Regions from separate parts of the Mus musculus genome. Here all the other regions are linked to region 1. A link is a contact called in public promoter capture Hi-C data. All regions are on one chromosome and are shown on one strand. The core of a region is the stretch at or near the end of the contact, and the rest is flanking DNA. Distances in the headings are between cores, read along the strand shown. Region 1 holds the start of Grhpr (glyoxylate reductase/hydroxypyruvate reductase). Region 2 holds the start of Rgp1 (RAB6A GEF compex partner 1). Region 3 holds the start of Tmod1 (tropomodulin 1).

Region 1 (3,746 bases), core at 419-2,918:
TTCCAACCTATAGTACCCTCTGAATGTCAGCTGACGATTTGCCTTGAGGGAGCGACCCACACGGCCCCTGTTGACATGTGTGTCCAGTGCCCTACTGTCCTTGCCTGTCCTGGGTATGTGGAGAGAGCTGAGCCGAGCCCAGCAGGCCTGGCCTGGGGACACGAAAACACCTTGTGTCAATGTTTGACAAATTTCAGGACCTTTCCTTTCCCCTCAGTGACCTAGCAAACGGGTCAGTAGGGGAGACATTAATGTATTACTTAGGACGGGAAGGGTTGTGCAAAGCCTTGGCCTGGACCCAGATAGGAACAGGAAGTGTGCTAGGTACATGTAATTCCGGCAAGTTCAAGGCCATCTCCTGCTAGCTGGAGGCTGGTGGGGACTATGTGTTTCAAATAAATAAATAAATAAATAAATAAACATCCCAAATGGCCCAGTTGACATCTGTCAACACTGCGTGTGTGTTGTACTAGAGTCCTCATGGGTCCCCATAAAATCAGTGAAGAGTACACTGTGTTGTCCTTGGCGCCCTTCCAGACCAGAGACCAAGTCACTGAGCAGCCCTTGGACTGAAGTGAGGTTGCAGAGCTGAAGGACAGGCCTGGGGCCCTGAGCTAGTCCTAAACCGCCTTCAGGATCTGCATCATTTGCCGTAAAGTCTGGGCTGGCCTTGAACAGTCCTGCCTCTACCTCTTGAATGCCGGATTATAAGCATAATCGCCATGCCTGCCTTAGTCTCTATTATAAGCACAGTACATACTTCATCTCTCAACAAGCCAAGGCAAGCATTACTACAATCCCCATGGGACAGATAAGGAAGACATGGAGGCACACAACGTTTAATAATTGCTCACGGTGGTGAATCGGGCATTTAGCCCCAGGCATCTGGGCATTGCAGCTTGAGCTCTGCCACCCTCAGGCTAAGCACCCCTGTTCAGTAGTGAAAACAACCTTCAAAGGAAATGCTAACCTCACGATGTGCCTGAAGAAACAGGGGTGGGAATGCAGATTAGGGTTAAAGGTCAAACAACTGGAAAGGGTTAAAGCCAAGATCCAGACTCAGTCCCATCTACCTGCAAACCCTGGATCTACCCGTGGCTCAGCATACCTGGTCCCTGCTTGCTCAGGAACTGCTTCCAGACAGTTAGCACTTGTGTCTAGCTCGCCTGGGTGGCCCGTGATGGGCTAAAATATCATCACAATTGTAAAGTCCCAGTAAGGAATCATTCTAAGTATTAAAGCTATAATGTCTGGACTCAGACCCTCTCCCTCAGTCTCCTCCCTCAGCATGCAGGTCAGGCTCGGCTTAGAATTCCGTGTGTTTAACCAGAAGCCTCTGGGATAGTTTGGCTAAGATAGGCCTCACAGGGCTTTCTCCTTTGCCAATACCGACAGCATAGTCAGAGAGGTCTCTCTCACAGGTCCCTCCTCATAATGCCCCTCACTCCAGGCTCCTAGTGGTGTTTGACAGTCTCGAGGCCATGTTACTCTTGAAAGCACACACACCAAAGAAGGCTCTCCAAGTCCTACACTCAACCCACACTAACACAGAGCCTCTATCCGGGACACTTGGTCTCCAAAGCTACAGCCACAGCTATACCAGACCATAGAGGTCCCGGGCTCGGCCCCGCCCCCAGCGCCGGCCCCGCCCCTAACGCCGGCCCCGCCCACACTTCCGTCGTCTCCTGCAAGGCCAGCCTGGTACGTGTTTGCTGCTGCGGGTCTTATGAAACCGGCGCGACTCATGAAGGTGTTCGTCACTGGCCCGTTGCCTGCCGAGGGCAGGGCTGCGCTCGCCCAGGCCGCAGAGTAAGCGCCCGCGTCGGTACGGGGGCTGCAGCCGTGCCCCTGGCACGCTGTCCTGTCCACCTAACCTCAAACACCCCTGCACCCATGGAGACACGCCGCTAGGGCTTCCAGAGCTGTCCCAGGGCTGGGGGCCACCTCTCAAGAGCCGGGTGCCTGGCAGGCAGGCGAAGCGGAGCCAGGACCCGAGAGGGTGGCTCTGGCGCATGGGGACTTTGCTCAGGTGTTGCCAGCTGTGTCCCCAAGGGGCTGGCTTGGAGTTTGGGGCCGTAGTTCTCCGGGAGGCAGCTTGCTCCGGGCCCCAGGCTATTGGTCTCCATGTTTCAGTGAAGTGAGATTGCCTATGGGGCAAGGTGCAGGCTGTGAATTTTACCCACTGAGGGTTAGCTGGCAGGCAGAAGTAGTGTTCAGGGACTATGACAGTCATTGGCTTGCCTCCTTGGATACTCGATGGGGCCATTTGATGACTGTTCTCTTCCTATTGAACCTTGTTTAGTGGGTAGCCTTGCCAGGAGCTGTGAACACAGACTGTGAAGTCAGCTTTAGAATTTCTGCATCACTTGAAAACAGTCTGGATGGGCTTGTTGTACCTTGCCCTGGGGTCACTCAGCTCCAGGTGGCAGGCCTGGCCCTTATGCTTAGTCCTCATCCGCTGCAGGCGGGTCACTTTGTCCTGCCGGCTTTGTGTTACCATGCCAGTTTGGGAGGAGGTGAGAGTGCTCGGCAGTCAGTTTTTGTTTGTTTGTTTCCTGATTTTTTTTTTTCAAGACAGGATTTCTCTGTGTAGCAGCCCTGCCTGTCCGGGAACTGGCTTTGTAGATCAGGCTGCCCTTGAACTTATAGAGATCCGTCTGCCTCTGCGTTTTGAATGCTGGGATTAAATTCTGATGGTTTGGGGACTGTGACTTGTTTCGAAATTTTTTCTAGCACAGTACAGTTTTTCCCAAGGACTTGTTTTGTTGGTACTTTTGGTGCTGAGGAGCAGAGACAGATGGACCTGGGGACCTGCCAGCCACTGTCCAGTGTCTCCTGTGTGCACACACCTGGACTGCTCTGAGTGCAACGGAAGGGTTTGGAGGAGCACCTCACATTTGAGGCTACTAAGGAAGCACACTCAAGTGCTCCCGTGACCAGAGGAGCCTTCAGCTCTTGTCAGTGTTCCCCACTTTGGCAGCACTTCACCCCCTCCTCAACTACACTCCAGACAGTTCTGAGGCTCCCCACGAATGACCTTAACAAAGGCTAGCCTAAGGCCATAGCAGGTGGAAGGCCATGTTTGCTAGCTGTGCATGCTGTAGGACCTCGGAGGCTCCCTGCATCCTTTGAGTGGCTGCCTTTTGCTTCCAGCTGTGAGGTGGAACAGTGGAATTCGGATGACCCCATCCCCAGAAAGGATCTGGAGCAAGGTGTGGTGGGGGCCCATGGCTTGCTCTGCCGCCTCTCTGACCGTGTGGACAAGAAACTTCTGGATGCCGCAGGTATGTCCTGAGTCAGCCTGAGCAAAGTTCTGAGGTCGGGGGAGGGTCTTATCAGGGCAAGCACTTCAGCTCTCTGCAGCCGGCCTTTGAGCTGATCTGATGTATTTTCCTGTCTTCTGAGGGTGTCCCCAACAGTAGCTCTACCTGGCCCGTGTTGTCCCCAATCTGGCTTTTAAGTTTCCAGGAGGCTCCAAGAGGGCAAAGACCTTGTGTTGCCTGTGTGGGAGTGGGGATGGGGTAGGGGGTGGAGGAGGGTATCCTGGGCTCTGAACCTCTCTACTGTGCCAGAGCCTTGTTTTGTGACCTTGAGATCTCTCTGGGCCTGTGTGCTGCAGGGCAGAGGGCCCAGCACTGTCTGTGCCTAGCACCGATGGATACCCATGGAGTGTGCACGCAGCTGTGGCCCCAGGCCTCATTCCTGGATAGGGTGAACATCATTCTGTGGATTATACAGTGGCAGTT
Region 2 (3,746 bases), core at 588-3,087, 1.4 Mb before region 1:
CCCACCACAGCTCCACGGCACCGACCGCGGCAGAGAAGGGACCCTTACTTTAGAAGCTTTGGGGGCTGAGTTTGGTGACTTTTATGCTTCCCTCCCCAGTGCTGTGTTTATATGTGAAGTGACTCAGAATGATGCTCTCTGTCTGTCTGTCTGCCTGTTCCTGTTCATCGGAATGCTCCTTCATCACTAGTCCTTGAACTCAGTGGGGAATCCAGAAGCTTCTGTAGAACCTGCCCTGCAGTGTTTGTAACCTCTGGGATATGAGGAAACGCTGGAAGACCAGCAAAGCACTGCTGGCTAAAGTCATCTGAAGAGGTCTGGGGAGGCATCTCCGTGGTAGAAGGCATGCTCTCTACTTCCGGGCTTCATCCCTAGCTCTCCCCACTTGTTACCGGAGGATGCTTTCACTGTGATGTTCAAGTATGCCCTGAACTCTTAGGCTCAAATTATCCTCCTGTCTCAGCCTCCCAAGTAGGTGGCACTCTAGGACTCTGCCCAATCCCAACTTCGCTTTTATTTTTGGTATGGAAGCCATCTGTCACAGAACAGAGTGAACTTCTCACCCTCTCTTTAGGGTTGACAACAGCCAAGATCAACTATTCCAGGAATCAGAGCTTGAGGATAGAGACATAAGAATTCTGGGACTGAAGAAGCATGCGCTTAAATAAGGTACACAGAAGGTGTCAGCTGCCAGGGTAATGCAGCCTAAAGAACCTCCTCTTCCAAAAAATAAAACACTGTATCAAGCACAGCAGAGACTGGCGTTCTCCTACCGTGTTACAAATTATAGCTAATCTCAAAGGGACGCCTGGGAAAGAGGAAGTGCATGGTGGGGGTGGGGGTGGGGGGAAGGGGGACCAGCAGTTAAATAGGAAAGACTGACTTCAGGACTAAATGCTCCGAGAAGACAAGATGCTAGGAAAAGAGGGATGAAGGAAAAACAAAATGTTCTTCAGTTCCACCCTCAAAAACTGCAGGGCTAAAGAATGCAGGGGATATGGTATACCTGGCTGGAATAGAACTAGGAGCCCAGCAGCTTGCCCACCTTTCCAACCTAGGCAGGGAGCCTGAATGGGATCATAGGAACCACGGCGTTCTAGGCAACGGAATCCACTCACCTCAAGCCCATACCGAGGTGCTTTACCAAATTACTGAGAGAGATGTTGTTAGCTTGAAAAGGTCTCCTCTTCTCTGCAAACTCGTGAGCCAAGCAGATCCGCCAGCCAAAAGGAGGCACCTGGTAGCCCCTAGCTTTACCCTCGTAGGAGGCCATCAGCTGCCCAGAGTCCTCTGAATTGCAGTAGCTTGGTTCATCCTGGGGTCCACTATCCTCGGGGCTCCCGCAGTCTGTAACCCGCACAGCCTCAGTGCCGCCAGTATCTTCACAATAAACTTGGGAATCTCTTTCGGCACAGCCGACCTGCTCTGAGGCCGGGACGCAGGTTACCATGTTCACTGGATCCTGGGTCCTCACGACCCCGGTGGCCTCGGTTCCCTCTGACAGGTTTCTGACGTTTCAAAACGCTGATGCCAGTTGCAGTTAGGTGCAGTCCGGGAGGGCCCGATGCTGGGGAAAGCCGTGGGACGTTGGTATCTGGGTAAAGTCAGAGAGCTCCTGCTGCTGCAGCAGCGGCTACAGCAACAAAGTCGCCACGGCCTCTCCCTGGGTCGCGTCTCTAGATCCTAGGCGGGAAGGGTTGGGCCTTGTTGTCATTGGGCCGCGGTGATTAGCACGCCCGGCCGAGGGCCGACCAGCTCCACGGACGGGGGCGGTGCCGCGGTACCTGCCCGCAAAGCACCGCCTCTGGGACCCGCCCAGGAGCTCCCGGCGACCTTCGGCCCCGCCCCGGGCTGCGGCTCCAGCGGCTCCAGGGCTGGGTACCGGGTCCCTGCAGCCAGGATCCCCCGCGCCCACGCTCAGGTGCCACCGCTGGGAAGGTGACCCGCAGACCCGGGACCACCGGATCCCTTTCCGGCCGGAAGCACCCCGCAAGTCGGACCGGAAGGGGCGCCTCAACCCTGAAATGTGACAAAGGAAGTCCCGCCTCTGCCGCGCGACAGACTCCGCGGATGCCACCGAGCTCCGAGCCGGTCTCGCAGGGGCGGGTAGGTGAGGACCTCCATGCGTAAGAATCTGAGTTTGGAGACGCGCGGCGATGTCCTGGGCTAGGACGTGGAGCCTCGAGGGAAGCGGGGACAGAGGCAGGCCTGGGAGGCGGCGCAAGGGGCCTAACCCTGGGCGCAAGGAGGTCTGGAGCTAAAGCGACGCCCTCCCGCAGGCAGTTCGGAGTCAGTTTCCGCCACCCCACCAGCTCCTTAAACCCCAGTGCTTCCCACCCTCACTGAAACTTGAAAAAAAAAAAAAAAACAACCCACTTCTTGCCCCCCTCGGACTCAGGTCTAGACTTAAGCCTAGGTCTTAAACACTCCTTCCTTCATTTCCCCGTACTGACTTCTGGCACTCTGTTTCCTTCTAGATTTGGTTCCGGAGCTGCCATGATCGAAGTGGTAGCTGAGCTGAGCAGAGGTCCTGTGTTTCTGGCGGGGGAGGCTCTGGAATGTGTGGTGACTGTCACTAATCCCCTTCCCCCGACCGCCACTTCTGCATCCAGGTGGGGATGCTGGTATTGGAGGTGGTGGCCCTTCCGGGAGGAAGCCTGGTATCGCTCGTTCTAATTAGAGCTTTGGTTGTTCAGTAACTACACTAGCATCAATCACCACCTTCTTGCTCATTGTAATGAAGGGCTTTTAAACAAATATGTGGATGGCAGGACCCCTTACTCTCCTTTGCTCCTCCTCCCGGTATCACTCCTTTTTGAGTTCAATGTACTTGATGTTGTTGTGTAATGGTTTTATTTCAGGGGTTCTGGATTCCCTGGTCACTAAGATAGTCATCTAACCTTGGTGATCTTGGTCAGACAGTTTTCTAGAGAAAGTATTGGTGAAGTCAAGAACTAGGTTCCCATACCTTCGTTTCCCTTTTCCACAGTGAGGCTCTGGCCTGGGCCAGTGCCCAGATCCACTGCCAGTTCCATGCCAGCGAGAGTCGAGTAGCACTGCCACCCCCTGACTCTAGTCAGCCGGACGTCCAGCCTGACAGCCAGACTGTCTTTCTGCCACACCGAGGTTAGAGAGAGAGAGAGAGAGAGAGAGAGAGAGTGTGTGTTTGTCATGGAGGGAGGGGAAGTTATTGTCACCCCAGGGTAAAGTTAAGTTGTTCTTGTATGACATGGTCACCAACACATCAGTGGTGGAAGGGAAGGTAGCTTGATTTGGGACTATAAGACTTACCTTATTACAACAGAAAGAATTGGCGGCTTCCCCTGCCTCCACTTGCTGTGTGACCCTGGTTGGCAATGGACAATGGAGTCCATTGAAGTCTTTTTGACTTTTCATAGGTGAGAGGGGCCAGTGTATCCTTTCTACTCCACCCAAAATTCTGTTTTGTGACCTGAGGCTAGACCCTGGAGAGTCCAAATCATGTGAGTGATTGTCTCCCAACCCCAGATTGCTTTCTAAGTCTCCTGGAGGGAGGACTCTGGCTGCTTCTAGCTGCCCTGTCTACTGTTTCCCAACCAGATTCCTACAGTGAAGTGCTGCCCACGGAGGGCCCGCCTTCCTTTCGGGGTCAGTCAGTCAAATATGTCTACAAATTGACCATTGGCTGCCAGCGCGTGAACTCACCCATCACCTTACTCCGGGTTCCTCTGAGAGTTCTCGTGCTGACTGGTAAGTTAGGTTCCTGA
Region 3 (3,746 bases), core at 534-3,033, 1.1 Mb after region 1:
ATTTCCCTGACTTAAACATTTCCATTCTTAAAGCATTTATGTTTTTTGATGGAAGGATAAAATTAGTGTGATGTGAGGTCGCTTGACACACACATGAATTTAGCCACTAGCCTGTATTGAAGTCCGGAGTCCATTCCCAGTGGACCAGAGCCCTGCCTGTGAGAGACTAAGGTAGCAAAGTACCAGACACAGCTGGCAGAGCACCTGGGAGCCAGAGACAGCTGTCTTTAAAAGGCTGGAGGAGAAAGAGCAAAGTGGAAGGATACGCACTGTTGCATATTACATATGTGGTATATGGTATGTGTCCATATTGTGTTGATATATTGGGTATTTCGGTAAAAATAGGCAAGAAGTTTGAACGAACACTTCACAAAAAAAGAAAATCCAGCTGGCCAATAAACAAAAAGGTGTCAGCAAATGTGAACACAGGGCATTGGTGTTGTGGATCAAAGCCTCAATGAATGCGGCTCCTCTCTACCAGTGTAGCTACAATGTAGCAATTCTTGTTAAACCGAAGTGGTTTAACTTAAGTGGGAACCACTTGCAAGTAGCATTAATCCTCTGCTCATCTCTCCTAGAGACTCAACTCTCCAACTCAGCTTCCTGCAGACCATGAGAAAGAATAATCTGAGCCACACTAATATTCTGAATTTCCACTACTAGCAAAGTACACTTTTAAAATAGGATGCATTCATATGGAAATACCATATTATGTTCATATGGTAAATTCGCTGGGGATGAAACCTATAAATTGAACAGTAGGAAAGAATGGTGCGTCACAAATTAGCCTCAGCAGCGAGCAAGAGGCACCAACCTGACAATAAGGGCAAGACTTCTGGAAGGGTCCACAAAACAGTGTCTTAGAAGGGAGAGGTGGGTGACTGGGGAGCGGGGTCAGGCTGTTGGTTGGCTTGCACAGGTGTTCTTACTATAAAATTCAGAAAGCTACACACTAATATGTGCCCTGAAAGTATTTACACCCACAACAAAACGCTTAAAAATAAGTCCTTGGGAATAGTAAGTCCCTGCTTTGTTTAAAAATACACCCCACTTCTCCCTTGAAAAGGACATTCTTAATAGGGCGAGGGTTTTATAATACAGTAATGCATTAGGAAAATACTTTTCAGCGTTTCTCCTTAGGCATCTAGGAATTAAGATTTCCCTCACCAAAAAATACGGTAGGATAATCCAACGGAGATGTTCCCTGTGCCTGTTTGGATTCGTTGGTAGGAGCCGTTTGTTTATTGAAACACTTAAAGGCTTCGGTTTGGGTTTAAGTGGTTTGTTCTGGAGAGAACACATTAGCCTTTTAAGAAGGAGGAACTTTCATTCCGATTATTTTAAGTGGTGATTTCGGACGCTCCAGTCTCAATGCTGTGTAGGGAGAAGGCGTTCAATTCTGCGTTGGAATTGCACGTCCACAGATGGTTATTAAGCCCTGGGCCCGTGCCAGTCCTGGCCGAGGGGACAGGTTGCCTCTTCAAAGGAAGCTAGGTGTAGCTGTGCTGACTTTACTGGAACATTCTAGACGAGAGTAAAGATCTGCGCGACTTTGTCCAGATACCTCCAACGTAGCATAAAATCAAGTTGGAGAAACCGAGAACAAGGCAGGGAACCACACATTCCCCTGCCTCCGGGGCTGGGGTGGCCCTAGATCCTAATAGCGAGTGTTGCTCCCAGGCCGGGGACCGCGCAGCACCCTGTCGCCCCTGGTAGAGCAGGAGGGCGGGGAGGGCGGCGGGTTGGGGCGGGGCGCGGTGACAGCAGAACAGGGCCCGCCCCCGGCTTCCCACCCGCGGCCGCCAGGGAACTCGCCAAGCCCCGCGTTCCGCTCATTGCCGCCGCCCGCGCTCGCGCCACCCCGCATCCCGGTAAGACCCCCCGCCCGCCATCCCTAGGTCCCCCTCGGCCTCGCGGGGCTCCCTGCCGCCGCGCCGGGGCGCAGCCATATCTGGGCAAAATATTCAGCTGTCGCAGCCGCTGAGAAGGGACTGAGCACGGTTCCCTCTATAAATAGCCGCCGCCTCGGGTGGCCTTCGGGGATCGGGGTCCGGTTCCCCAGCCTGATGATCGGGTCGCTGGCGCTAAGCGTCCCTGCAGCCTGATGCGCCCAACCCTAGTCAGGGCGCCCGGGGCACTAGACCTGGTCTCCCGGGGACCTTGGGAGCCGCCCGGGGTGCCTTGGGCATTGGCACGTTGTGAGCTGGTCACGAGCCCTCCTGGGAGTCTGGGGAGGAAGGGGATACACGCTCGGGGGACGCTGAGTCCTCTGAGCACCGATCTGGCCGGCGCCTGAAAAGTTTCCCAAACTGCTGGAACTAGCTGAGGTTTAAAGCACCAGCTGCGCTTGCCTCGCTGCGCGCAACCAGGTAGAGGCAGGAGGCCACTGGTTGTCTCCAGTTTGAGGGGCGGCCTAGGCAACCCTCCTTTCTTTTCTGGATCTCGTTTTCCTGTTTGTAAGGTGAAGTTAGGGTCCTTCAAAGAGATGGTACCCGGGGCCACGAGAGTGGCCAGGGCGTGCTCTGAACTGCCTACACTCCCCTGCACCTGTTCTGCAGTTTCAGGCAGGGTAAGGATGCTGAGGACACAGCTGCAAAAGTCAGAGACTTTGGTGGCTCTTGGAACTCAAATCCTGGCCTAGGACCCACTGTGGCCCTCGGAATAGCCTGGGAAGTGTGCCTGGGGTGTTTGGGAGCATCTCTAGGCTGAGTTGCTAGCAGCACCTCGGCAAAACAAGTGACCAAATGAACTGGGCAGGCTCAGGCAATTCAGTTCCCTGTGTGGCACCTGTGATAACTCCCTTAACCCGGAACCTCCCCAGCTCTCTGTTTAGTTACCTCTCTCAGCTTTCCCCATGAGATTCCGAAGACCTGGCAGAGCCAGACTCTAAACCCAGATTCTGGGTTCTTTCTTAGTGGGGGCTCCCTCCCACAGGGTTTATCTTTCACCCTGGGTCCCACTGTTGCCCCTGTAAGGGCTTCAGAACCCTTTGCTCAAGGTCATGCCAACCCCCACTGCAGTCTGCTTGCCTTTCCTGTCTCTACCGACCTTTCCTGGCAGGTTTGGGGACTCTGCACCCCTCTTTTGTGATCTGCTAATGTCTGGGACTTTCCCAGGCTGGAGTAATAGTGTGGAGAGTCTAGTAATAGATCCTGAAGATCGCTCCGTTTTCTCTAAAGCTATCTCCGGGCTTCACAGATAAATGAGTGAAAGGGGAATCACCCAATAGGAAGATTCTCACCGACTTCAAACCTCACAACAAACAGGCAGAGTGAAGACAGGGCGCCTGTCACTCTGGCATCTGCTCTCTAATGAGCTAGCCTTGCAGTCCACGGTTTAGACAGCCACTGGCTCTTGGGTGCCTCGCATCCTAAGTGGGAAGTTAGAGCCCTCTAAAAATAGCCCAGCCCACCTTATCAGAGTCTCACACCTTCTCTCCCTTCTTGGGCAGGGCTCTTGGCTGCAGCTTAACTACAGAACACAGGGACTAGGTGGTGTCAGCTCTAAGCAATAAAGGGAATGGCCAGGAGTTCAGGCCCCTAGCTCCAGCCCCGGCTCTGTTACCCACTCAGTGTGACCTTGAGAAATGACCTTAGTGGACAGGATGGTCTTTAGTGGCGCTGGAGTGCAGAAGAGGCAGGGCTGGAAGTCTTCTGGGAAGCCCTCTAGCTGGAGAAAAAGGAAGTGCAGGGGAGATCTGGGGCACCAGATCTGGGATGAGGACCCCAGGAGTCCAGGTGTGTGTG

What was found. Promoter capture Hi-C pulls out the DNA fragments that hold promoters and counts their contacts.
Region 2: a promoter capture Hi-C map of liver shows a contact between it and region 1, with 2.9 times the contacts expected there. The contact joins the promoter of Rgp1 here to the promoter of Grhpr in region 1. A contact is called at or near these places in 2 of 39 promoter capture datasets (both in liver).
Region 3: a promoter capture Hi-C map of embryonic stem cells shows a contact between it and region 1, with 7 times the contacts expected there. The contact joins the promoter of Tmod1 here to the promoter of Grhpr in region 1. A contact is called at or near these places in 2 of 39 promoter capture datasets (embryonic stem cells and hippocampal neurons), 1 of 115 datasets of contacts at active chromatin or transcription factors (astrocytes) and 1 of 9 other capture datasets (pancreatic islet).

The regions. Positions count from the first base shown.
Region 1 is chr4:44,979,726-44,983,471 of GRCm38.p6, forward strand. It overlaps Grhpr (glyoxylate reductase/hydroxypyruvate reductase), which reads left to right and starts at 1,669. Exons shown (of 9, transcript NM_080289.2): 1 at 1,669-1,809; 2 at 3,154-3,284. The coding sequence starts at 1,727.
Region 2 is chr4:43,576,898-43,580,643 of GRCm38.p6, forward strand. It overlaps Rgp1 (RAB6A GEF compex partner 1), which reads left to right and starts at 1,838. Exons shown (of 9, transcript NM_172866.3): 1 at 1,838-2,106; 2 at 2,478-2,612; 3 at 2,990-3,126; 4 at 3,399-3,482; 5 at 3,580-3,729. The coding sequence starts at 2,497. It overlaps Gba2 (glucosidase beta 2), which reads right to left and starts at 1,967. Exons shown (of 17, transcript NM_172692.3): 1 at 1,119-1,967. The coding sequence starts at 1,450.
Region 3 is chr4:46,037,439-46,041,184 of GRCm38.p6, forward strand. It overlaps Tmod1 (tropomodulin 1), which reads left to right and starts at 1,784. Exons shown (of 10, transcript NM_021883.2): 1 at 1,784-1,871.